Regions from separate parts of the Mus musculus genome. Here all the other regions are linked to region 1. Evidence: chromatin contacts called from public HiChIP or PLAC-seq and promoter capture Hi-C data. All regions are on one chromosome and are shown on one strand. The core of a region is the stretch at or near the end of the contact, and the rest is flanking DNA. Distances in the headings are between cores, read along the strand shown. Region 1 holds the start of Phc1 (polyhomeotic 1). Region 2 holds the start of Ccdc77 (coiled-coil domain containing 77). Region 3 holds the start of Bid (BH3 interacting domain death agonist). Region 4 holds the start of Mical3 (microtubule associated monooxygenase, calponin and LIM domain containing 3). Region 5 holds the start of Pex26 (peroxisomal biogenesis factor 26). Region 6 holds the start of Tuba8 (tubulin, alpha 8). Region 7 holds the start of Usp18 (ubiquitin specific peptidase 18).

Region 1 (3,342 bases), core at 411-2,910:
AAAGAAACAAGAGAAGCAAGCAGAAACACTCTTCTAAAGCGGCTGAAAATGACATCATTTTACTCCTTAGTTTTCATTCTTTCGTTAAACTTACACTGTGTATTCTTTATTTTTGATACACTGAGGTACTAGAACTATCAGGTCTCCCAAGTACTATTTGGCTTGGGAATATAAAAGTCCGACCATAATTTCTGCTAGGGGCTATCTCTAGTTTCATTAGATGAATGGATTTATCTCAGGAATTAATCCCAAACAAGTAAACAAAAGTCAAAAGTCTCAACCTTGGCCCCTGAAGTGGAGTTTTCTCTGGATTCTCTTCCCAGCATCTCTACATCACTTAACTCTGGGACCGAACAAATGCCACTCCACACACGGATAAAATGAAAGAGGTACAGAGAGGGTATTCTATCAACTTCAGTCTACCTTTCTCCCCACATCTTTTGCCAAAATATCAAAGCACTAAACAGATACAGACCCATGAATCCTCAATATCAGCATGTGAAGGAAAAAAAGTGGGTAAGGATTAGAGGCAGCATGGCACAGTTGTACAGATTACTGGAGTTATCTCACTGCACTCAGAGACGTAAGACCCTGTTACTTGCAATAGAGCCTTATATAAAACACGTTCATCAATTCGATGACCCCCTCATTTCCCCCAGATAATGAAACAGAGAGGGCCAATTTTAAAGTCTTTTCACCAGGGAAACTGCCATCAAAAACCTCGCAGGCACACAAATCTATCTTAAAATCCTCATTTTTCAATGAATGTTGTGAGTTCCAGATTCAGTATAGAAAGTGAAGAGAGCACACCGTTTAGGTGGCAAACTCAATCAAAAATTAAAACTAAGAGTCAAAGGCCACCCTAAACGTTCCCACCTTTTGGGTGTGGGTGTGTTTAAGGACTCAACTGGGGAAGACGCACACCGATGGGAAGGAACTAGAAATTAATATTGAGGTAGACATACTACTGGGCCTATTGGGTCAGGTGTTGGAAGAAGTCAATACCCTTGAGTATAAAACTCTGTTGCAGTAAGAATGGAGTGAGAAGCAAGGGTTGAGGGGCGCCTCGGAAAGACTCCCAGGGGTTCTTGTTCTTCACAGAAGCGTGATTAAAAAAAAAAAAATGCATTTCCAAAGAGAAATCAAACACACCAGGAGAAAGGGGTGGATACAGTGCTGTGCCCGAAGCGAGCGGACTTGGTAAGCAGGGAAATGTATATTCTAATAGTAGGGAGCCAAGCAGGGGAGGCACAGAAGTCGAGGAACTGGGAGATCGGGGAGCCCGGCGGAGCGCGAGAAGCAGGGAGATAACCAGACAGCATGCTCGGATGGAAGGACCAAAGTCGGGGAAGGGAGAAATGAATGAGAAGCGGTCAGAGGCAACGAGGTGACGGACAGACAGCACCGAGCACAGCGAGCGCAAAGCACGAAGACCGGGACGCGCAGCACCCAAGCACCGCAAAGCGCAGCAGAGCGGGAGGCAGGAGCGCGGCTGGGGGAGGTACCTGGGCGTTGCACACGCCGAGGTGGCTGAGGAAACATCCCCGCGCCGCCGAGACCCCGGGATGCGGCCCCTCCCCGGCCCGCGGCCGCCCGGTTACCTTCGCGCCCGGCTCCGCACCCGAGTCCTCGCGGGGGGCGTCCACCTCAGGGGCGGGGGAGGGGGGGGGGGTCGCTCGGCCTCGGCGGCGGCGCGCCGCCTCCTCCCCTTCCTGGAGGGGCGGGGGCCCAGGCGCGGTGGGAGGTGCCCGGCGCGGCCGCCGCTCCCCGCCCCTCCCGCCGTCCGGGTGCTGGCCGCGCCGCGGCTCCGCCAGGCCGGGGGCTCGCGCGGGCCTGTCACTTCCTGCCCCGCCGCGAGGGTGGGGGGCCGAGGCCGGGGGGCCGCGGGCCGGCGGGGAGGGGGCTGCGGGGAGGTGCTTCCGGGGCAGCCGACCCCTCCTCCGGCCCGCCCCCTCCCCGCGCCCGCCCTCGCGCGCGTCCCTCGCTTCCTGTCGGCGCCCGTTGCCATGGCGACGCTGCTCCCCGGCCTCCGCGCTCTAGGCCCGAGTGGGGTTTTTTTTGTTTGTTTTTCTTTTTCTTTTCTCCCCCTGGCTCTGGCTCTCTTTCTCCTCCTTTCTTCCCCCCTTCTCTCTCTTCGAATTCCGCTCGCCGTCTGAAAGCAGACGTCTAAGAAAGCGCTGGCCTCTAGAGGGGGACTCACCTCGGAGAAGAGAGGGAGATGGGGAGAGGGGAGGGAAGTGACGTGAAAGGGGGGGAAAAAAAGAAGGTATTTTCTGCAGCTTCTGGGAATAGGGGCTCGAAAGAAAGGATCAAAGGGACCAGCAGGCACAGAGGGAGGAAGCGGAGCAAAGACCCTTGAGAAACGACGGCCTGTGAAAGGAAATAGAGCAAAGGGAAGGGAAGAGGAGAAAAGAAAAACTTTGAGATAGAGGGAACGGCGAGAGAATGCTGAGTGTTTAATCCCTCGCCCCAACTCCAAGAAGGCGGGAAACAACGCCGCACAGAAACTGAACCCGTTAGAAGCAGCAGTTCATTAAAAAGCAGGAACCTGAAGCAACTTGCTTTGAATAATACTTAAGTCTGTGACGTCAGGGTTGATTGTGTGCTTCGGAATCTCTTTAAGTCACACGCACACGTGAAAGAATCACAACGCCCAAAACAATGGAAAAGGCGGGGTGTAAAGAGATGAACAATGGTGCTGCCTTTGGGAAGGCTGAGCATATGGTGGGGGAGGCCCGTTTTATTTGCAACACAAATTTAACAGGATTTAATTATTCTCAGTCTCTCAGAGCTCTTAGAACACCTACTGTGTGCTGGCCACTCTTGGAAGCTTTTTTTTTTTTTAAACCAGAGCATTGTTAGCAAAGACAGCTGCTCTCCTTAACCTTTTACCTGCCGTAGGGTGTTACCTTGTGATAATAGCTGGGATTTGTATCTTTTGCTAACCTCAGCCATAATTAGTTGTTTTCTTGAGCCCACTCTAGATTGAAAACCCAGGTGTAATTAATTTGTATTTAAGGGGGGGGGGGGGGGGAGAGGCATTCTCATTATAAATTGATGCATTTGTGTTTGTTTCAACTCCCTCTCTTAATTGGTATAGCCAGATCTCCGTAAAGTAAGATCTTTAGGAGGCTTCTAGGAACCTGTTAAACGGGTATGCAAATCCCAAAGGGCAGCCAAAGGACTGGAGAGGCAGGAACATGGGTGTGGAGAGGTGAAAGGGTTTGCTGCCGAGCCAAGGATGATAGGTGTTGGCTGGGGATGAATGGGAACATTCTGGCAAGGAGATCTGGTGGTTAAAAAACAGGTGGAGCAGGACCCACTTCATTCAAACCTAGAACT
Region 2 (3,342 bases), core at 262-2,761, 2.0 Mb before region 1:
CCATACTTTTCTAGATTCTCATATCCAGCCTGAGTTCCAGGACAACCAGCATTATATAGTGATAGATACCTTGTTCCAAAAAAAACAAAACAAACAAACAAACAAAACAAAACAAAAAAATCACAAGCTGACAAGTGGCTACTTACAGACACGAACATTAAATAAAGCCTAGAATTCAGAACTTTCTATTTTAGAGCCTAACCTCTCTTCCCTGACTTATTTTTATCTCTTTCCCCAGATATACCCTGTTTTTATAAAATGTTTTTTTTGTTTGTTTTTTTGGACAGGATCTCACTACGGCTGGCTTGGAACTATGTAAACCAGGCTGGTCTAAAACTTACAGAGATTGCCTGCCTCTGGCTCCCGAGCACTGGGATTAAAAGCTTATACACCACGCCAGAGGCACATAATGTTCTTGGTTCTATGCCTTTGCTCATGAGCTTCCTGGCAGTTCAATTATAACTCCTTCCACAACTCTAGTAAATTCACTTAATCAAGTGTATTCTGCATGTAAAATTCATCTTAAATACTATTTCTTCCATCTCTTTCTTGAGTTTTTCCATTCAAGACGATCTAGAAAGCCAATTGTAGTGGCATCTGTCATTAAAAGCTAGCACTGGGAAGATCACCCAACATTGAGGGCAGCCTAGGGTACAGAGTTGAATTCCAGGCAAGCCCGGAACAGAGCAAGGTCTTGTCTCAAATAAACAACAGAAAAACCATAAACTGATTGTGTACTTGTACTCCCAACACTCAGAAGACCGAGACAAGAGTATAATGCCAAGAGTTTGAGACCAGTCTGGTACATATAGTGAACTGCAAGCCCACGTGGGCTGCAGAGTAAGATTCCCGAATCAAAAAACAAAAACGAATAATTAAAAAAATTTAAAAGCTTTTTTTCCCCCCTCACTGATAAATGCCTGTATTTGCAGTTTTACTATGATAACCTATCTTCCAGGCAGACAGAAGCCATCTTAATCCTACCTTGCAAGGCAGGAATGCCTCTATTTATATAAAAGGTGATGGGTTTCTGTTTTGTAGGTGTAAGAGATCGAATTGAGGGCACAGGCGTGCTAAGCAAACACTCTACATATTGGCCACAACCCCGTCCCTAAAAAGTCGTATTTACCCGCATAACCACTTTCTGAAGTATTTTTATTATCCCTTATTTTTCAAACGAGGAAATCGAAGCTTAAGCAAGTGGGAGGAAGACGGAGACGGAACTCCGTCCATCTCAGGACGTCTGGATCCTGTTCTCTGGCAAGTTCATACAGTTCTTGAGCAGATCTTTGCTCAGTCATTCTTAAAGCTCTCCGCGTCCCGGAAACTTCTCTTTTTACAGACAATCTTTCCTTGACTGGCCCTAGGTTTAGTCTCCTGTAGCTCCCTTCCGCACTGATTACTAAGGCTTTTATCCCACCATATTTACTCCCCAAAAAACTTTCACCCTTTCCCTGAAATCCACACTCACCAAGTGCTAACCCCTGGCGTCCAACAACGCAACCGAAAAACAACTCAAATCAGCGAGCATCTACAAAATCCTACCAATCGCTCACGAGCTCAGGCGGCCTTTTAGGTTGCACACCAATAGGACGGTTGTTCACCCAGCAGTACTTCCCATCTTGCCTTGCGCCTCACCGGCAGAGGTTCCTGGGAAGTGTAGTTTCTCTTCTGCACACAGCATTGCGCAAAGACAGAATGCGTGTGGAGGGGGGAGGTAAGTATCCCTTGGCTGTTAGAACTCGTTTTGACAACTCAGTCTAAACTCACTTAACTATTTTCCTTTAATGAAACCTGTTGCATAAATGACATACATAATCACGAGAACTCCTCGGAGAGTTTAGTACACATTATCATTTGTTTCGAGTGAGCCTTTAGTTTGTTTCAAGTGAGCCTAAGAAACGTTCTACAAATCCTACGGAGTTGTAAAAGCCTGTAATCCCAATTCCTGAGAAGGGACATAAAAAGGATCAGGAGTTTGAGGGGAGGGGAGGGGAGGGGAGGGGAGGGGAGGGGAGGGGAGGGGAGGGGAGGGGAGGAGAGGAGAGGAGAGGAGAGGAGGAGACAGAGTTTTCTATGCCTTAGCTTAGATGTAATTAAAGAGGGATGGTTGTGAGCCACCATATGGGTGTGAGGAACCAAACCAGGACTCACTATGTATCCAGTTTAGCTTGGATCTTGCTGTGTAGAAGCCTCAGAGATCCTCCTGCATCTACCCTCAAATTCTGGGACTCAGGCATAAGCCCAGTGTATGGGAGGCAGGGGCAGCCAGCTGGGTCTACACAGCAAGTTCTAGGGCAGAACTACACCCTTAAACAAACAACAAACAAAACAAACACACAGAGAGGTATTATAGCTCATCACCTCTGACTCCAAACACATTTTAATGGCTCTTTGCTTGTTTGCTCAGTCATTGGATTCACCCTGCGACTGAACTAAGGCTTCAGGAATCATGGTCCTGCCGGGCGTGGTGGCACATGCCTTTAATCCCAGCACTCGGGAGGCAGAGGCAGGCCTCAGATTTCTGAGTTCGAGGCCAGCCTGGTCTACAAAGTGAGTTCCAGGATAGCCAGGGCTATACAGAGAAACCCTGTCTCAACAAAACAAAACAAAACAAAACAAAACAAAACAAAACAAAACCAAAAAAGGAATCATGGTTACTTAATGGTAAACAAGTATTCTACCACTGAACTATACTTCTCACCCAAGCCTGACTCCAAGAATTTCCCAGGGACTAACCAAAATAGAATAACAAAGAAGGAAAAACTATAAACTTTCTCTTTATCCTTTCCTATGACATGAATAGGAAAACCAATGATATTTGAAATATCATATTGAAAAAATTGTGTACACTTATCAGTGAGCCACTGAAGTTGACATAGGCATAAAAGCTTCAATTTTCAAGCTTTCCAAATTTTAAAGTAATGCTACTATGCATTGCAGAATTGATCCTTTCTTGTGTAACTTCCTTTTATATATCCTCTTTTGTTGCTGAGACAGGGTTCCCCAACTAGTGTTGGGTTTAGAGGCATGAGCCACCACCCTCAGCTCTTCATATATCCTCCTGATGTTTAAATGAGACTGACTAGACATAACATTTGAATATGTAATCCCTTGACTGGAGACAAGTCCCAGTCTTTTGACCTCCTATTGTGGGCAGTAGGCACATACATACCTGCAGACAAAACACTCATGAAGTAAATCTAAAATTTTAATATTATGGTATAAATTATAGCATAAATACTATTTTTAAAAGCATGGTTCAGCCGGGTGTGGTGGCGCACGCCTTTGATCCCAGCACTCGGGAGGCAGAGGCAGGCGGATTTCTGAGTTCAAGGCCAG
Region 3 (3,342 bases), core at 481-2,980, 1.4 Mb before region 1:
GGCTATTCTTTCTTGCAAATAAGAGGAACCAGGTAACCTCAAGCTGTGAGCATCACTTCCCCTCCCCCAGCCTCGCCAGTAACTGCCCTAACAGCCCACTTTTCAGGTACACCCTCAACTCATCCTTCAGAGCTCCAGTAACCTGGCCACCTTGGGGCTACTTAAATCTCTTTATAGAGCATGCCACATCCAGCCGGCTTCTCTTCACTTGCCATCACCAAAGCCTGTACCCAACTCCACCCCGCAGTAGCCAGGAGATAGCACCTTGCGTCAGTGGGTGAAATGCCTGCTAACCCAGCTGTAATAAGCCAACCTCCCTGCCATTCCCTCTCTGGGCAAGAGAGGCAGTAGAGGCCAGGACACACACAATCGCCACCCTGCTTCCCCACCACCACCCAGCCGAGTCCTTCTTAGAGCTCAGCCCACTCAAGTATTAAAGCCTCTGAACTCAGCCCCAGCACTGGATCAGGCTCCCCCCCCCCCCATGGAAACACTCAGAGCTGACTGCCAGGGTAGTGCCTGGGACCAAGTCCCAGGGGATGGGGCAGGGCTGCAAAGTCTCCTGGTTGGGTAGAGCTGGAATGTGGAAAGTCCACATCCTTCTTGTGGTTTCTCCCAGCTCCATTCCACAGCTAGCTTATCCTAGACCCGGCTTCAAGGTAGTCTTCCAGTAAGGGCAATCCTGGCCATGGCACCAGGCAGTAGCCTGGGAAAGTAGGGGAGCCCTGCCTGGGTCCTCAGGATGCTCTTGACTCAGAACTATGTGGCTTATCAGATGAAGGTCAAGCCCAGCCTAGAAGTCCCATACTCAACACCACCTGGTCCTTTACAGAGCTCTTCATTCCAGCCTCTCACCACCCACAAAGTTCTACCCTGATCCGTCCCTGGTCCACACTTATTTGTTGAGTATGTAAATGAATGTACGAAAGAATGAATGAACGAATGTGTGAATCCTTGTGGGCCCAGGCCACTTGGTGGCTGAAGACTGTGGGTTTCTTCTAGAATCCTATAGGGTTATTCAGCCAACCATTCAACAAACTTTTTAAAAACATCAGCAACCAGTCTGTGCACATTTTCAAACCATTTTGGGTACTGGAGATGCGGAGGGGTCAGCCACTTCCTCACAGTTCAGGCGTGAGTGTGAGCTGTGCACACAGTAGTGCCCACGGGTGTAGGAAAGGTGCCCCTCGCTGCAGTCTTCCAAGGTCTGTGTTCCCTGGGTTGGGGTTCCAGGGCTTTTGCAGGGCCCATTTGTGGGCTGTAGCCGTTCCTTGTTGATTTTTGTGGGTGGCCATAGCGGAGCGCAGCGAGACCTCAGGCCCGCCTTTCCAGCTCTGCGCGCACCTGCCGAGTGGCGCGCGACCGCGGGGACCCCGGGTCCACCAGGAGGCCTGCCCGAAGCGGACCAGGACCGAGCGCTGAGGGGGACCGCGAGTGGCGCACGCCCCAGGCCTTCGAGTGAGTGCCTTCCCCTCAGCTCCGCGGTGGCACCCTGTGGCCGGCGCCCTCACCCCGCCTCCATCAAGGCGCAAGAGCCCCGCCATCACGAAGGATCGATAGCATACGAAACTGAGCTCCGTGCCGACCCCGTCCTCCCAGAGGGGAACTGTGGGGGCGCCCAGTAGGGTGGGCATACTCACCACGCAGACGCCGCTGCGCCGGTACCGGGCGGCGAACGGGCTAAGGCAAAGGTTTGCGGAGCCACACTCGGCCCGGCGCTCTACTCCACCTACCTTTCCTCGTGCTCGCCCGGGAGCCCCGCCCCTGTGATAGCCCCGCCCTCCGGATGCTCCGCCCTCCGACTGGCCACACTTTGCGGAAACCCAAGGGTCCTACCGGCTCGCTACGGGGGACAGGAAGGAAGGTACACCCGGAACCTGCGCTCCCCAGAGTCCCCAAAGCCTGGGCGACCTGCCCTCGTGAGGATGGGGTGTCATACTTGATCCCGACCTCTCCGCATTGTCTTGATGTATTACATAGCAGGGTTGGCACACTCAAGACTAGTGACCCTGTCAGAATCGGCCCTATCAGAGATGCTGGGAGGTCCCTATTGTTTCTCCTGCGCAGCTGCTTGCAGAATTTTTAAACTCTTGTGGGGAAGGCAGGGATGGGGGTTGCGGGGTTCTCGGTCATGGAATGAATCAGCAAGGATGAATGTGGAAAGAACCAGGAGGCTAGCAGATAATCTCAAACTGCTAGCTAGTTCCCCTGTCCAGAGAAGTCCCAATGCTATATACTTAAGTGCCAGCCAGTACCCCCAAAGGACACGTGACAGTGACAAAAGTGAAAGAGAAACAAGAAAGTGAATTCTGGAAGTATGAGGAAGTAAATAGAACCATGGAAATTGCTGTTCCTGAGCAGAGAAACTGGATCTGAGAAGACAAAAAAAAAAAAAAAAAAAAAAAAAAATCACATGGTTGGTGTGTGTTTGTGTGTGTATGTGTGTATTTAAGCCAGAGGTCAGTGTTTTCCTTCATCACTCTCCACCTTTCCACCTTTTTTTTTTTTCTTTTGAGATGGTGTGGGGTGAGGGGAGTGGACCAGCTTCCCAGCTCCACGCGTGATTTCCCTAGGCTGACTGCCAGGTGAGCTCCAGGAAGCTTCCACTGTGCACCAATAACAATGGAATTGTAGATACACACAGCACTCTATTTTTTACATGGGTGCTAGGGATCCAAAGTCCAGTTCTTACGCATATGAAGTACTTTACAAACCGAGCCATCTCCAGGGTTTCTTTTTCCTCTTTATATTTTCCAATTCTTCTTAAAGGAAGATGGCTCTAATTTTACGATCAATAAAAGTTACACTTGAAGCCGGGCGTGGTGTCGCACGCCTTTAATCCCGGCACTTGGGAGGCCTCTGTTCGAGGCCAGCCTGGTCTACAAAGTGAGTTCCAGGACAGCCAGGGCTATACAGAGAAACCCTGTCTGTCGAAAAACCAACCCCACCCCACCCCCCACTCCCCCACCCCCCCACCCCCCGCCAAAAAAAAAGTTACACTTGAAATCACATAGTGGAAGAGCTTGGTGATGAACAGCGGGGGCAGGGTTGGAGAGATGGCTCACTGGTTAAAAGCACTTCTCACTCTTACAGAGCATCCATCTGGGTTCAGTACTTAGCACCCATATGGTGGCTGACAATCATCTGTTATTCTAATTCCAAGGGACTGACCCCCCTTCTGGCCTCTATGAGGACCAGGCACACATGTGGTGCACATATATGCAGGCAACACACACACACACACACACACACACACACAGAGTTTTTAAATTTAAAACATGCAAGCTGAATTATCTAGATTTCAAAGTGGAAAATAATGAGAAAAAAGTTTTGTTTTTGTCT
Region 4 (3,342 bases), core at 518-3,017, 1.2 Mb before region 1:
CTGTGTGGCCTTCAACCTGTGATCCTTTGTGACCACCTCCCAAATGCTGGGGTTCCAGGCGTGAATCACCGTGTTCCATCCACCTCTTTCCAGCAGCCATGCTTCTTGCGGCTGAAGAGTGGGACAGTTATGTGTGACTCTGCTAAGCACACAGACACGGACCCCATTTCTACAGGAACCCGCAGTTTTCCCTCTGCAGTCCCGCAGAGGCTCACATTTCCTTTTCTCCTTGGTCTGGAATATAGGTCAGAACATTTCTTCAGAGAAGGAGCCCATTCTGAGAGAGGCGCGCCCTCTCTGCTTCGAAACATCCCTCTCGCCCTCAGCTGCTTCAGGTAGTCAGAGGTCCTGCCTGCCGAGGTCCAGCCTCGGCTCCTGCATGCTTTCTTCCACACAGCGGCTAGTCGCGCATCACAAAAACAATATACCCCGCCCTCCAGCAGCAGCGTACGGAGTTCACCTGTATACGTCATCCTGATTAGAATGGTGGCGGGCAACCTCGGTGCTTTAGAATCACTTGGGAAGACCCCAGTAGCTAGGGCGGACTACTGCAGGGGCCAGCAGTGCAGCCGTCCCTTTATCGCTCATTCCATCTAGGTCTCTCCCCCTTTTCTCCTGTCTTTCCAACGCGATACATTCTAAACACTTCGTCCTAGTGCCATGGCTAGGCAAGAATAGATTGGGGGTGGGAGGTGGGAGAGGAGGGGTTGACGGGGGTGGGGGTGGGGGGGGGAGAGGACCTGACGAATATACAGAAAGTACTTTGCCCTGGAAACATGCTCCCTCGGTTCTGAAACAAACGCAGTGCTCCGAAAGTCTCTTTTCGCCCTTCCATTGACTTCCAGAGGGGAACCAACATAACCATCCCTTTGTTAACGCTCGACAGAGGCTGACTTGCGCCGAGTCCTCCGCAGCCAGGGGCACGTGCATGCCTGTGCTTGTGGGGATGGCATCTCTGGCCTGTTTACCCGGTTGTGGAGGCGAGCGCCGGCGCCCTCTACTGGACCGAAATGAATGTCCCTCCGAGTGTAACAATTGTCGCCTGTGGATGAGCTAATGGATTCACATTGAGCTTGCAGGAAGGACACGGTGTCGTGAGGATCCCCGGGCAGTCCTCCGACTGGCATACCACTGGCTTGCCTAGGGATGTTATTTCTTTGGTGGGGGTTGTGGGGGGGTGTTAAAGAATAAAGAAAATTGGACGGTATTGGCTAAGAAACTGAGCGCTGTGTTTCTCAGTCTTTGGGGCGTGTGCTTATGGTGCACGGTATCCGCTGATGGGGCGTTGTGCGGTAAAGGAGACAAGGATACCCGGGTGTAGCTCCCACTGCTTAAGAGAGCCATGCGTTTAAAGGCAGACAGAATTGTTCCAAGAATCCCACATATGTCAGAAAGGCAAAGCAAGGCATAAACAATTGAAAGATGTGATAAATATTTTTAAAGGCGTCAATCAAGACACAGAACCTTTTTCTTTAAGGGGTTTGCTCACCCAAGGGGAGATTTGGTGGTACTTACGGACTTGGGGCTTCACACCCGCATCTTCCTCGCCGGTGAGAGCTTGCCTCCCCAGATTGGCTGGTCCTCAGGACACAGGTGCTGCTGTTGTGGCTGCATGCATCCTGAGTGTGGTGACTCCACCTTCCAGCTAGAATCCCATCAAAGGTTCTCACTCAGAAGCCCCGAGGCACACTTCTTTCATCGGAGCAGCGAAGAAGGAACGAAGAACCCGGGGTCTGCCTCTGTCTGTCCTCCCTCACCGCTGCATCTCAGCTAGGGCTGCAGAAAGTGCCGTAGCAGAGCTGTCTAGGGCTCCTCGCGGTTGCCACGGTAACCAGGAGCAGGCGCCTACCCTGGTGGCTGGGGAAGGCTGTGGAGGAAAGGTAACGGATAAGCGATGATGCGTTGGCCTCTCTCCTGGGCATCGGTTGAGCCTCAAGTGACCCAAATGAAATGAAGTTCCAGCACAGATAAATCGTTCTTTCGACTCAAACCTAAATCCAAACCCGAACTACCCCTGCTATCCTTTTTCTCCTCTTTTCCCTCCCCAGTCAACACACACAGGAACATCATAAGGATTAGAAATTCCAGCACTATCCCAGGCGCCCTGCCCCAGAGGATCCCGCTGCACACAGAACAGAATGTTTGCTAGGCTTGCTCTTGAAAACAGAACTCCCAGCGGGTGCCAGCCGCGGGCGAGCTCCGGGGAGCTAGAGAAGGGACCAAGCAAAGGATGCTAATGGGAGGGTCATTTAACCTCTTTGAGCCCTAGGATCAAAGATACAAAGTTGTCTTAGAAAATGCTTATCAAATTAAGTTGTTCTTGTTACAATGTTAATTTTGATCGTGAACGCAGGCTTTGATCCCCAAAGACTCAATCCAAAGGCCATAATCCTAAGTGATAAAATATCTCTAAATTCTAAACCCTGAAAGATTAACACCTTAACAATATAATTATTCTGGAAAACAATTTTATTTCTTTTTATTCTTTCCTTTTTAAAAGGCAAGAGTCTCATTAAATATGGAAGGCTGGCTTTGAACTGTATATTAATAGTTAAGGGTGACTTTGAACTCCTGACCCTCAAACAAACAAAAACAACACTAAAATACTAGAGAGAAAAATTTTTTCAGTGAAGAACTGGGGAAGCAACTCAGGACATGGGGTTCTTATTCACTATGTAAGAGTTCTGTATCCAACAATGAGGGAAACAGAAAAGCAAAAACAAAAAGTTAAAAAGAAATTGGACAAAAAAAAAAGTGTACTTCAAGAACAGATTAAGCCAGATGTAATGGTGCACACCTTTAATCCCAGCACTTGGGAGACAGAAGCAGGTGTATCTCTGTGAGTTTGAGGCCAGCCTGGTCTACAGAGTGAGTTCTATGACAGTTGGAGCTTAATAGTGAGACACTGTCTCCAAACGAAACAAAATAAAAGGAAACAGAAGGTTAAAGGACTGAAGCAAAGGCTCAGTGGTTAAGAGCATTGACTGCTCTTCCAAAAATCTAGGCTTGATCCCTAGCACCTACACGGTAGTTAACCACCATCTGTAACGCCAGCTCCAGGGGTTCCAATACCCTCTTCTAGACGTCATGGACAATGGCATGTACCTAGTGCACAGATATGCATGCAGGAGAAACACTCATATATACATACACACATGAGAGAGAGAGAGAGAGAGAGAGAGAGAGAGAGAGAGATTCAAGGGGGCAATGAGGACTCAGCAAAGAAAGGTACTTACTGCTCAGACTGACAACCTGATTTTGGTTTCTAGAACCCACATGGTAGGAGAGAATGGAACCCCAAGTTCCATTAGGAGGTCAGAGTACTCCTAATACTCCCCCACA
Region 5 (3,342 bases), core at 387-2,886, 1.2 Mb before region 1:
AAGGATTTCACACCCTAGTCACAATTTGTGCTACTCCTTTGAGCCTTGTGAAAGCTAGCACCAGGGAGTTCTGCTCTAGCAGACCTTATCATGAATAATGCAACAACACAACCCCCCTTTTTCCTAGGCCTTGGTAAATACTTGCATATGAGAGTAACTTGGCTGTAATGAAGATTCTAAGTATACTTTGCTAAGCTTGCCCTGAGATTTCTAACTCTTATCCAGTAAAATACTGTAAGAAAGTATGCAAGACCCTCCACAATATTGCAGGGACAAATCTGGGGCATTCTAGCTATGGGAATGCCAAGGTTCCAGGAGGCTAAGTTTCCTTGAAACTCTTTGCCTTGTGACTGCTTCCAGGCTTTTAGGCCTGCCAAGCCAGTCACTACTGGAGTGGACATAGCACTGGATCCCCTGGATCTAGAGTTACAGATAGTTGTGAGCTGCTATGTGGGTGTTGGGAATTGAACCCAGGTACTTGGCAAAAACAAATGCTCTTAGCTGCTGAGCCATCTCTCTAGTCCCCAGTGGGGGGGAGAGGGGGAATTAAACAGTATATATATTTTTAAACAAGTGACATCCTGGCCCTTTCACCTTACACAGTCACAGGCTTTAGCAGACTTGACATTTCTGTCTCAGCTGTGTGAGGACCTTCTGCAGAGATTTAAAGACTGCCATGTCCTGTCGGTGTTAGTGATAAAAGAAAGGCATATATGATGTGAGCAGGTCTTAGCCTAGCACCTCGCTGTCTTATCCAGTCACTAAGGAGCAAGGGATTCTAGGAAAACTTGGGAGAGAGTTCAGAAGGTAGAGAACTGGACGAAGTAAAACCATGAAGACTGAGTATAAATGTGGAAGAGATAGGAAATCCTGCCTGAAGCACAGATAATTGGTGATTTATGAGTCTGTGTAAAATTATATAATAGGAAGTCAGGTGTGGTATTGCACTCCTTTAATTCCCGGCACTAGGGAGGCAGAGGCATAGTTCAAGGCCAGCCTGGTCTACAGAGTGAGTTCCAGGAAAGCCAGGGCTACACAGAGAAGCCCTGTGAAACACAAACAATATAAATAAACACATAAAAATACATATTTAAATGTATTTACTTTTTGTATATTATAAAGCATCAGTTCTTACATTGGTTCAGTACTGTTTTGAAGAATTGCATGACATGTGCATGGCTTTGTTTTTATGACATCCTTATTTATATAAACAATGCAGGATCCAGGAGTTTATGTAACTCACTTGTGTGTTGATGGTTCACCTACCTAATACAAAGCACAGATCAGATCTACCTCTGCCCTGACACTCCTTTCAGCCAAAAAAAGTGCTTTCTTTGGTTTGACAATGTTTTTGTGACTTATTTGTCGTGTGACCTATGTCACCTGTAAATAGAGTAATAGTCCTTAACTCATAGAGATGAAGAAATAACAGACAGAAAGCGCCTTTCCATTCTGCCACACTTTATAGCAGCATCGAACCCAGGAAGAGGAAATAGCCAGCTCCATAGTTTTCTTTTTCTTTTTTCCCTAAGCTTCCAGCAGACCCTTCTCAACGGACTCCTTCAGAGGTTAATAATAAAGGTGCAGGTAGCTCCACCTCCTAACTGGAATTTCTTCCGTTCGTCCTCTTCCGGTTAGCGAAGGAAGGATCACATTTCTCAGGACAAAGGCATTTCACTAATGGTTTAGCTTCCTCATCTTTTCCACCCCAAAGCTGGCGACCCAGTGCGTTCTCTCTGGAAGATGGCAGTCTCTGGGCGCGAGAGGTTCCCCGAAGCTTCACAGACCCAAGAGCCCAGGACTACAACTCCCAGAATCCTTCGCTCCAGCGTGCGCGTGCGTCGTAGTGGCTAAGAGGGGTGGAGAGGAGGTGTCCACCGTCGTGGGTTCCCCGTGCAGGTCTTCTGTTGTCGCGCTCTCTACTCTGGGAGTTTCGGTGCTTTTAGCACCGGTCCAGGGACAGGAGGAACTAGTGCTGGGCCTTCGGCAGCACTAGTCTTGAACAGACAGTCTTGAACAGGCCAGTGCCCCAAGGGTTAGGCTGTCAGTGAGCGCAGGCTGTGCCCGGGTCCAGCTCCTTCCTGGTCCTTCCTTAGGAACAGACCTGGAGAGGCGCGGAGGGGAAGAGTGCGAGGCTTGCGGGACATCTACCAGGCCCAGTCCGAATTTCCAGGAAGCTCCCGAGAAGCTGTCCTCCTGACGTGTGAGGAGACCTGGTCGAACCCAGGCTGGCTATGAAGAGCGACGCCTCGACGTCTGCAGCCCCTTTGAAAGGGCTCGTGGGCCCTCTGCGGAGCAGCGAGCCCGCGCTCGCCCTCCCCGCTGTGTCCCCCGCGGTGCACCTGCTGGAAGAGGCGTCCGACCTGTTGGTGGTGCACCTGGACTTCCATGCCGCACTAGAGACTTGCGAACGAGCCTGGCAGAGCCTGGCGGAGGAGCCCGTGAGTGGCACGTACGTGCTGAGCTATGTTCCGTTCTGGATCCTTTTGGGGAGGAACTCGGGTCTCTGAATATCTGGCATTGTGAGACTGCGCCAACCACACACCTTGCTTTCCCTAAGGGATCCTCTTTGAGAGAGGCTGGTTGCTCATCCTGCACCCGTGAGACTGTACAATGAAGTCAAATCATGCAACAATTTGGAGGGACGCCACAGTCAATTCTTGGCTCACCTTTTCAGTGCAGGACAGGGTAGATGTCTTTTAAGTGTTCAGTCGTGAGGAGGTTCAGTAAGCAGGTAGCAGCCTTCTTTGGGAACACACCTCCTATTTAACCTAGCCTTGGCAGGTTATAGAAAATGGGGGGTAGAGCGGGGTGTCAAGGCAAGAAGCACACTGTTCTGGTCCTGTTGCAGGACTGAGTGAATTATCTTTAGATTGCTCTGTCTAATGCATTGGCCTCCTCTGACAGCTGGAGGGCACCATTTCTCTGTGGAGTAAACCTTCCTAAGAGCTGTGTGAGGCCACGCTAATGGCGGGAGTAGTCAGAATAGTTAACTGAAGAAAAGCAAACACTAGAGAGACTTGACTGTGGTTTTAGAGGGATGAAGGTTGCACACCCGAATGTTGAGGGCTTTGCTTATGCCCATTGGATGTAATTTTATAGGGTTTTGTTTTTCGTCTTCATATTGAGACAGGGTTTCTCTGTGTAGCTCTGACCTGCAACTCACTGTGTAGACCTGCCTGGACTCGAACCCAGAGATCCACCTGCCTGTGCCTCTCAAATGCTGGGATTAGAGGCATGTGCCACCACTGCCCGGCTGGACATAGACAATTCTAAAAGACCAGTTAAGCTCCTATAGGAGCACCCAGCCAGAAGCCTCACCCCATGCCCTTTTCACAGTCA
Region 6 (3,342 bases), core at 294-2,793, 1.1 Mb before region 1:
GAGTGGTGGAATTAAAGGTGTCTACCGCCATCTGACTGAGTCTCCAATTTTAAGCTATTACAGTATAAGACTGTGACCTACCTGGGTCCTTCCTCTGTGTGGGCACTGTGATGCTGCTGGCCCAGCACTTTGTCCCCAGAACTCTTCATGTGTGTTACAGCAGTGGAGGCAGTTTATCTGGAGTCCTTGGGGTAGGCAGTTCCAGCTTGGAGGCCGTGTATCAGTGGGAAGTGTTTTCAGTACTTTCTCACATGCAAAGATGATTAAAACATGTATCCTCTCCTCAAGAAACTCATAGACAAATACATGAAAGGTGAGCCAACAGAATAAACTACTACCTAGATAAGTTTTACTCTGCTGCTTCCTGAGCACAGAAGCAAAGGTGTGTCTTCATCTATGTTTGGAAACAGAGCCAACATCTGGCCACAGCAGCTCCACCTACATCTTGAAGAACTCTTAACTTCCCACAGTGACTTGTGTGGTGGGAAGTTGCCAGAGAAAAGAGGGAGGGAAGAAAAGCTGGGTTATATCTCTTAAGTATGAAGTGGCCCTTGATAGGGAATTCCATGTCGCAGTTCAGGTGTAAGAACCATCCAACCCCAACCGACTTGGAGACAAAGGGACTTGTGGAGCCTGTTAGTAATGTGGGCAACTAGAGAGGCTCTTAAGCTGAGCATGGTAGCACACACTTTGGAAGCAGAGGCAGGTGGGTGGAGCTCTGTGAGTTCCAGGCCAGCTTGGTTTACAAAGCAAGTTCCAGGACAGCCAGGGTTACAGGCTAGGTGAGCCCCTATCCTCACCCAACTAGATGGAGGGTGAAGAAATCCTTTGCTCTTCAGTGTCATCTGTGGCCACTAAGAGGAGGTCCTAACAGGGCAGAGGCAGTGAGAACCCTGATGTTCTGGGGTACATGCAAAGTGACACATTTGGGGATTACGTAGGAAAGGCTCTTGTAGGAGTGGGTCAGGAGGAGAGACTTGAGAATCATGGAGATATTCTGAGAGTATTTAAAATAGTGCTGAATCCCTGAATCTACTATGGAGGGCTTGCAGCAGATGCAGATGCAGATGCAGAGGCATACCATCTTCTGACTTCTCCAGTAACCAGGCAGGCAGTGGTGGAAGCAGAAGCGTGGGCTCTGACCACGGGCTGGTCTGATCCTGCAGGCTCTCCTGGACTGAGGTGACCGGCTAACAGATTAGTGTCTTCCCACCACACCAGCCAGTGTTGGCAGCAGGACGACTATGAACATTTGGGGGGAGAAACAAGCATTTGTTTTGGAGTATTTTTCCACTGCTTTCCAGTGGCCTCGGAGTGGATGCGGGGTTTGTATGCACACGTGTGTTGCGGTCACAGGACTGCTTCCTGGACTGCAAGGCTCAGGAGCTCAGTGGCAGCTCCGGGCATGAGAAGCAGCCAGGCTGGACTAGGGAGCCTCTGGTGGGAGGGGAGGTGCCATTGTGACCTACCCAGGTCCCTCCCCTCCGCGGGCACTGTGATGCTGCAGGGCAACTGCTGGCCCAGCATGTCTGTCTCAGGCCCCCTCCCTCGCAGTGTGTCACAACCGCGGAGGCGGCCGTATCTGGAGCAGTTGGGGTGGGCAGGCCCAGCTGGGAGGCGAGCGGGCGAAGAGAGCGGCCACGATGGTGAGACTTCCCCGCCCGGGCTGGCCCCGGACGCGCGCAGGTGCCGGGGAGAGAGCTGCGGGGCCACGGGGTAGCTGTGGGGTGGCTTTGGATCTACTGGGCTCCAAGTCTCCTGGAGGGTCTGTGGGTCAGTTCAGGGTCAAGGGTCTTGTTTCCCAGGGGTGAGAATATTTTGTAGAGAATGTAGAGAGCAGGGGCTATTGGATCCTTAAAGGGACCTAAGACCGATCTGCGCTCGCTAAAGAGAGGAGGGCGAACCTGGAGAGCTCGGTGGAGAGATACGTTAGAATCTGGGGGAGTAGCCACTCGTGGACCAGAGTGAGAAGAAATGGGATGCCGAGGGATTCTGGACAGGTGGTCTGGACCTGGGTGGCCTGGGGGAGTAGTCTCCAAACCTAATCAAAAGTGGCACGTTCCCGGGGTCATTCTCCACCCTCATCACCCGGCCATCGGCTATCGGCTTGGGTTTAGGGCAACTTCAATTCGAGCTGGGTGTTATGGACCCAAGACGTTTCCCAGGTGCCTGTCACCAGTGCTGGCTCCTCGGCCATCGGCTTGGGTTTGGGGCACCCTCAGTTTCAGCTGGGTCCAAACCAGCTTCGCAAGCGCCTGGCGCTGGAGCAGGCTCCTCACCTTTCCCGGCGGTCAAAGTCAAAAAGACTTTGGGACTCAGAAGTTTGGGACCCAGATACCAGGGGACCTAAGCCGTTTCATTTTATTTTCTATTCTGGCTTCCAGGCAGCAACTCTTCTTCATTAGTTGCTGTCTCCACTAGCGGCTGCTACCTTCACAGCCCCTCAGAGCGAGCTTTACAGCATCTCTGCCAAAGCCCCTGGGAAGCTCCCCTGCGGGGGACTAACGTTGGCCTCAATCATTGCTCTCCCGCCCCCCTCCCCCCACGCCAGGAAGCCCTGGTGTGTCCGCAGTGAAGTGGGACAGAAAGGTTAGAGTGGAGAGGGGTGGGCAGAATAAGAGTATCTCACAGGCCAAGGTCAGGTTCTCTGAGCCACTTGCTCTGGTGTCAGTGACAGAACAGCCAGGCCAGAACCTTCCTTCTCTCCTCCCCACCTCTTTTCTCCCTCCCCCATCCCCTCCGCCCTCCTTTTCCCCTCCTCCTGCCACCCCTCCTCCTCCCCTCTGGCTGTTCATTTGGGAGATTGCCCAAGACTTTCTGGCGCTGGCTCTCCTGTCAGCCCTACCTCTAAGCCTATCCTATCACTCGCCAAGCATGCTTCCAGACACACCTGGGATCTTGAAGAATTTGACAACGCAGGAGAGAGTGACCAGAGGAAACCACTTGTGCTCAGGTCCTAGGTGTGGGACCGTAGGAGGAGTTCAGATTCGGGCACTTGGCAATGTGGCTAGCACTTCGGGAAGGTCATCAAACTTCTCTTGGCTGGCTTTTCACATCTACAAAACGAGGGGGGGGGCTTACTTCAAACTTCCAAGGCTCTACATAGATTTTATTATTTTTAGGCTTTTTGTTATAGAGTGATATAAATATGTATTTAAATATATAGGAATTATATACATACACACATATATGAAGAGTGAATGAGCATTACCCTTCCAGCTTCATCAACCAACTTCACTTACTTGCCATGATCAATCATTAGTTTTTTTGTTTAAAGGCAGGTACTCACTGGGTATCACTGCTGAGCTAGAACTTATGTTGCAGACTAGGCTGGCCTCAAGC
Region 7 (3,342 bases), core at 262-2,761, 1.1 Mb before region 1:
GACACTAGTCCACTCCGTACTGGTACAAATGCCAATCACTTGCTTCACTGAACAAGCAGGGTTGGGAAAAAAAAGTTGCTTGGCTATAAGGAGCTGTTTGCTAATCACCACTGGGAACAAATACAGTTTGTTCCCTAGAACTCTACAGGTACGATATATTGATCAAACTATCACATTTTATAACATCCTCTTTTCATCCTCCCCCCCCCCCCCACCAGTTTTTGATGTTCCTGTTTTTGGATACAACCAAACAGATAGAAGAAGAAGAAGAAGGAGAAGAAGAAGAAGAAGAAGAAGAAGAAGAAGAAGAGGAAGAAGCTGGTCACATAATTGATTGATTTGCAAATGTATTGGAGACTTAATGTATTTGTCCATGATATGTGCAGATGCCACATTGTCTACCTCAACCACTGATCAAGAGACTTTGTTTTACCCTGAGGGCCATACCCCACTTTCTATTTCCAAACATGGACATCTTGGTTTATTTTCAACAGCTGTGTATAACTCATGCTTCACACACACACACACACACACACACACACACACACACACACACACACACACACACACACTATAGGCAGGCAGACATATTTGTATATCTTACGTTGAACTACAATAGCAAAACAGAATATAGACTCTTCCAGATTTCATAAAGTCCTGGTAGCTTTCGATTAGGGGTATGTATCTCTCTGTCATCTTTGTCCAGTGCTGGGGGTAGGGAGTGGAGGACCCCTCTCAGAACAAGCGCATGGGGAAACCTCATTCTGACTAGCCCAGCAGCTAACAGATCCCCCTCTCCCTCAACTTATAGCCTCATATACAAGATACATCTGTAAAGAGCTAGCAAGCATTTCATGTATGTACATCCCAGAGCCTCCAAACCCGGCTCGGCTTAGACTGTATTTGTTCCTCGCAGAGCTGTACCTTCATGGCCACCTCGTGTGCTAACTGCAATGGTCTGCTATTTTCCACAAATGGTGGGACTGGTCAGAGGTCCCGTTAGAATGTTGCTTTCAGCACTTAGCCATTTGTCGTCCTGAGTTAGTCATAACCTCTTTGATAAAATAAAAACATTTTATCCTATAGAATTGGGGTTAAACGTAGAGGCACAAAAGAACATTGTGCAGATAAACTTATCTTCAGTGTTTAAGGATAAGCCTGGCAATTAACAGAGATGAAGTAAATGTTATCGCTGTCTCCTTACCCCCTGGGGACAGCCTCAGCAAGGGAGTTATCTGCTGCTGGCTTTCAGAGCAGAAGGTACAGCAACTGGGAGTATTTCCAATCTTAACATTGCAGATGAAAAAAGAGAGCGTATCCAGGAGTTACCGGGCCAGGTCCGGCTTGTCGTGTCCTGGTGTAGGCGACTGGACTGCGGGTTCTGTAGGGGCGCGTACAACCGCTCCGCCCGCCCGCCCGGTGCCTGAGTTTCGCTTTCCTTTGGATCTAGGGGAAAACGAAAGCTTGGCGGTGAGGGGGGCGTGGCCAGGCGTGCAGAAGGCTTGGCCGGCAGTGCCAGGGCGGCTGTGCCTAGGGGACAGCAGACACTCCTGAGCTGAGAGGCTGGGAGGCAGCAAGACTGCTCTGCTCCGCGGTGCCGCGTCCTCTTCTGTAGCCCTTTGCAGATGCTGCTCGGTCTTCGCTCTTTGGCTTGACTCCGTGCTTGAGGCAAGTTTGGGGCTAACTTTGAAAGTGTCCTTTATCCGCCAGAACTTTGCTTATACATCTCCAGATGATTAGGAATTTCCTTGGGTTCTGCAAATAGTGGCGGTCTGTATTCTTGGCATGTATATACTGGGCCAATGGATTTGCTTCCCAAGCATTTATATTATTCAGACTGTAGTCGTGATTTATGTTTAATTTAAAAAAGTAATTACCAAAGTGGCTTGTTAAAAATTCAAACAATGCAGACAGATGTGTAGAGTTGTTTCTCTTAATTTGCAACTCAGTATCATTTTTATGTATACTTTATCAGAAACATTTCTAATGGATATCTTTAACATTGCTCTGTGTCTTGCTTCTTGTTCTGTGCCTTTCTAGACCAGTATTTTAACTGATGCGTTGTATGAGAAGTGCGGATTTAGTTAAATAATTCATGGACATTTAGGTTCGGTCCTGTTTTTCCTGGGATAGACGTTTTATCAACAAATATCATTTTTATGCTCTTGTGCAAATACTCAGTCACACGTTAGGAGAAACTCCTAAAATAGAAACCAGCGGACTGAGAAACCGGAGAGATTTTTGTCCAGTATCATAAGTCAGGGTGCTTTAGACCTGTTCCCTGGCCTGTTTTTCCATCTTCTGTAAAGAAAGCTAAATATACCTTTAAGAAAAAACAACAACAAAAACCAAACAAACAAAAAAACACAACCTCCCCCAACTCCCCTGGAAGTCCAAGTTTGTGGTGTTTCAAAATTACAACTTAACTTCATACTTAATATCTTTAGAATTAACTCAAAAAGTGAGGCAAATATTTCAGAACATTTTTAGAATGTTTCCTGTGAAGTGTCCTTTGTGTGTTTGAATACCGTCACCTCCTTTGTTCATAAGAACTAACTGGGCAGAAAGTGGCGTAGCAGATGAGGTGTATGCTCCCTTCTGACTCACTACGCACTAGCAGAAGACTTTAAAAAGAGAGAGAGCTTTTTGCTTGCTCTCTCTCTCTCTTTTTCTTCTTCTTTTTTCACTCTGGAAAACCGTGCTTCATGGTCTTGGCACTTTTACGCAACATGATGTTTATAAGGAAGAAAATCACGTTGTCTCCCAATTGAGTGTATCATGTGACTGGGCTGTGGCCAGAGCCCCAATGGGCACATGAAAGGTGTATCAGCATCTCCAGGCTGAGGGCATGTCTAAGGACAGGCTAATGCATATCATCCCACACCGGCCAGAGGAGCCCCAAGTAGTGTGTTAGTCTGGGTTTCCTCTGGAGAGATCTGATTTTGTCTGTTACAGCACCATAGCTCAGAAGAGGCGAGCAGATTGTTAAGAATGAAGGCAACGCCCAGAGCAGTAGTTCATACCTTTAGAAATCCCAGGGATTTTAGCCCTAGGAAGGCTGAACGAGGCAGGGGGAGTAGAGTTTGGATCTGGTGTTTCAGCTCACACTTGTAATCACAGCATTGGAGGGGGCCGAGGCAGGAGTTTTGCTGAGACTCTGAGGCTAGCCTAAGCTACATAGTGAGATCCTATTTAAAAACACCTGTGCGCAAAAGTTTGAGGCCAGGGGATTTCAATACCAGGGCTTGTCTCAGAAGGTTTGAAGACCAGGCTACTTAGATATTGCTGGCATTGTGAATTTTATCGGGCATTTCTATCTGGGAACTGCTCTCCCCAGACCCC

Evidence for each region. Promoter capture Hi-C pulls out the DNA fragments that hold promoters and counts their contacts. HiChIP or PLAC-seq counts read pairs in DNA pulled down with a chosen protein or histone mark.
Region 2: a contact with region 1 is called in a promoter capture Hi-C map of pre-B cells, with 4 times the contacts expected there. The contact joins the promoter of Ccdc77 here to the promoter of Phc1 in region 1. A contact is called at or near these places in 1 of 39 promoter capture datasets (pre-B cells) and 1 of 115 datasets of contacts at active chromatin or transcription factors (embryonic stem cells).
Region 3: a contact with region 1 is called in a promoter capture Hi-C map of pre-B cells, with 3 times the contacts expected there. The contact joins the promoter of Bid here to the promoter of Phc1 in region 1. A contact is called at or near these places in 4 of 39 promoter capture datasets (cranial neural crest, pre-B cells, stem cell-derived epiblast-like cells and 1 more), 1 of 115 datasets of contacts at active chromatin or transcription factors (embryonic stem cells) and 1 of 9 other capture datasets (embryonic stem cells).
Region 4: a contact with region 1 is called in an H3K4me3 HiChIP or PLAC-seq map of stem cell-derived neural progenitor cells, with 5 times the contacts expected there. The contact joins the promoter of Mical3 here to the promoter of Phc1 in region 1. A contact is called at or near these places in 2 of 115 datasets of contacts at active chromatin or transcription factors (embryonic stem cells and stem cell-derived neural progenitor cells).
Region 5: a promoter capture Hi-C map of pre-B cells shows a contact between it and region 1, with 5 times the contacts expected there. The contact joins the promoter of Pex26 here to the promoter of Phc1 in region 1. A contact is called at or near these places in 18 of 39 promoter capture datasets (the 3T3-L1 cell line, 3T3-L1-derived adipocytes, the C10 cell line and 12 more), 1 of 484 Hi-C or Micro-C datasets (CD4 T cells), 8 of 115 datasets of contacts at active chromatin or transcription factors (astrocytes, embryonic forebrain, embryonic stem cells and 3 more) and 3 of 9 other capture datasets (adipose tissue, embryonic stem cells and liver).
Region 6: a contact with region 1 is called in an HNF4G HiChIP or PLAC-seq map of pancreatic cancer cells. The contact joins the promoter of Tuba8 here to the promoter of Phc1 in region 1. A contact is called at or near these places in 5 of 39 promoter capture datasets (3T3-L1-derived adipocytes, cranial neural crest, embryonic stem cells and 2 more), 6 of 115 datasets of contacts at active chromatin or transcription factors (acute myeloid leukemia, embryonic forebrain, embryonic stem cells and 3 more) and 1 of 9 other capture datasets (embryonic stem cells).
Region 7: a promoter capture Hi-C map of pre-B cells shows a contact between it and region 1, with 5 times the contacts expected there. The contact joins the promoter of Usp18 here to the promoter of Phc1 in region 1. A contact is called at or near these places in 15 of 39 promoter capture datasets (the 3T3-L1 cell line, 3T3-L1-derived adipocytes, the C10 cell line and 10 more), 1 of 484 Hi-C or Micro-C datasets (regulatory T cells) and 1 of 115 datasets of contacts at active chromatin or transcription factors (astrocytes).

The regions. Positions count from the first base shown.
Region 1 is chr6:122,337,997-122,341,338 of GRCm38.p6, forward strand. Phc1 (polyhomeotic 1) reads right to left here and starts at 1,661. Exons shown (of 16, transcript NM_001355215.1): 1 at 1,602-1,661; 2 at 476-484. The coding sequence starts at 479.
Region 2 is chr6:120,355,856-120,359,197 of GRCm38.p6, forward strand. Ccdc77 (coiled-coil domain containing 77) reads right to left here and starts at 1,512. Exons shown (of 12, transcript NM_001381936.1): 1 at 1,472-1,512.
Region 3 is chr6:120,915,094-120,918,435 of GRCm38.p6, forward strand. Bid (BH3 interacting domain death agonist) reads right to left here and starts at 1,731. Exons shown (of 6, transcript NM_007544.4): 1 at 1,641-1,731.
Region 4 is chr6:121,129,255-121,132,596 of GRCm38.p6, forward strand. Mical3 (microtubule associated monooxygenase, calponin and LIM domain containing 3) reads right to left here and starts at 1,768. Exons shown (of 32, transcript NM_001270475.1): 1 at 1,516-1,768.
Region 5 is chr6:121,182,031-121,185,372 of GRCm38.p6, forward strand. Pex26 (peroxisomal biogenesis factor 26) reads left to right here and starts at 1,637. Exons shown (of 5, transcript NM_028730.6): 1 at 1,637-2,452. The coding sequence starts at 2,235.
Region 6 is chr6:121,209,191-121,212,532 of GRCm38.p6, forward strand. Tuba8 (tubulin, alpha 8) reads left to right here and starts at 1,544. Exons shown (of 5, transcript NM_017379.2): 1 at 1,544-1,646. The coding sequence starts at 1,644.
Region 7 is chr6:121,244,395-121,247,736 of GRCm38.p6, forward strand. It overlaps Usp18 (ubiquitin specific peptidase 18), which reads left to right and starts at 1,512. Exons shown (of 11, transcript NM_011909.2): 1 at 1,512-1,668.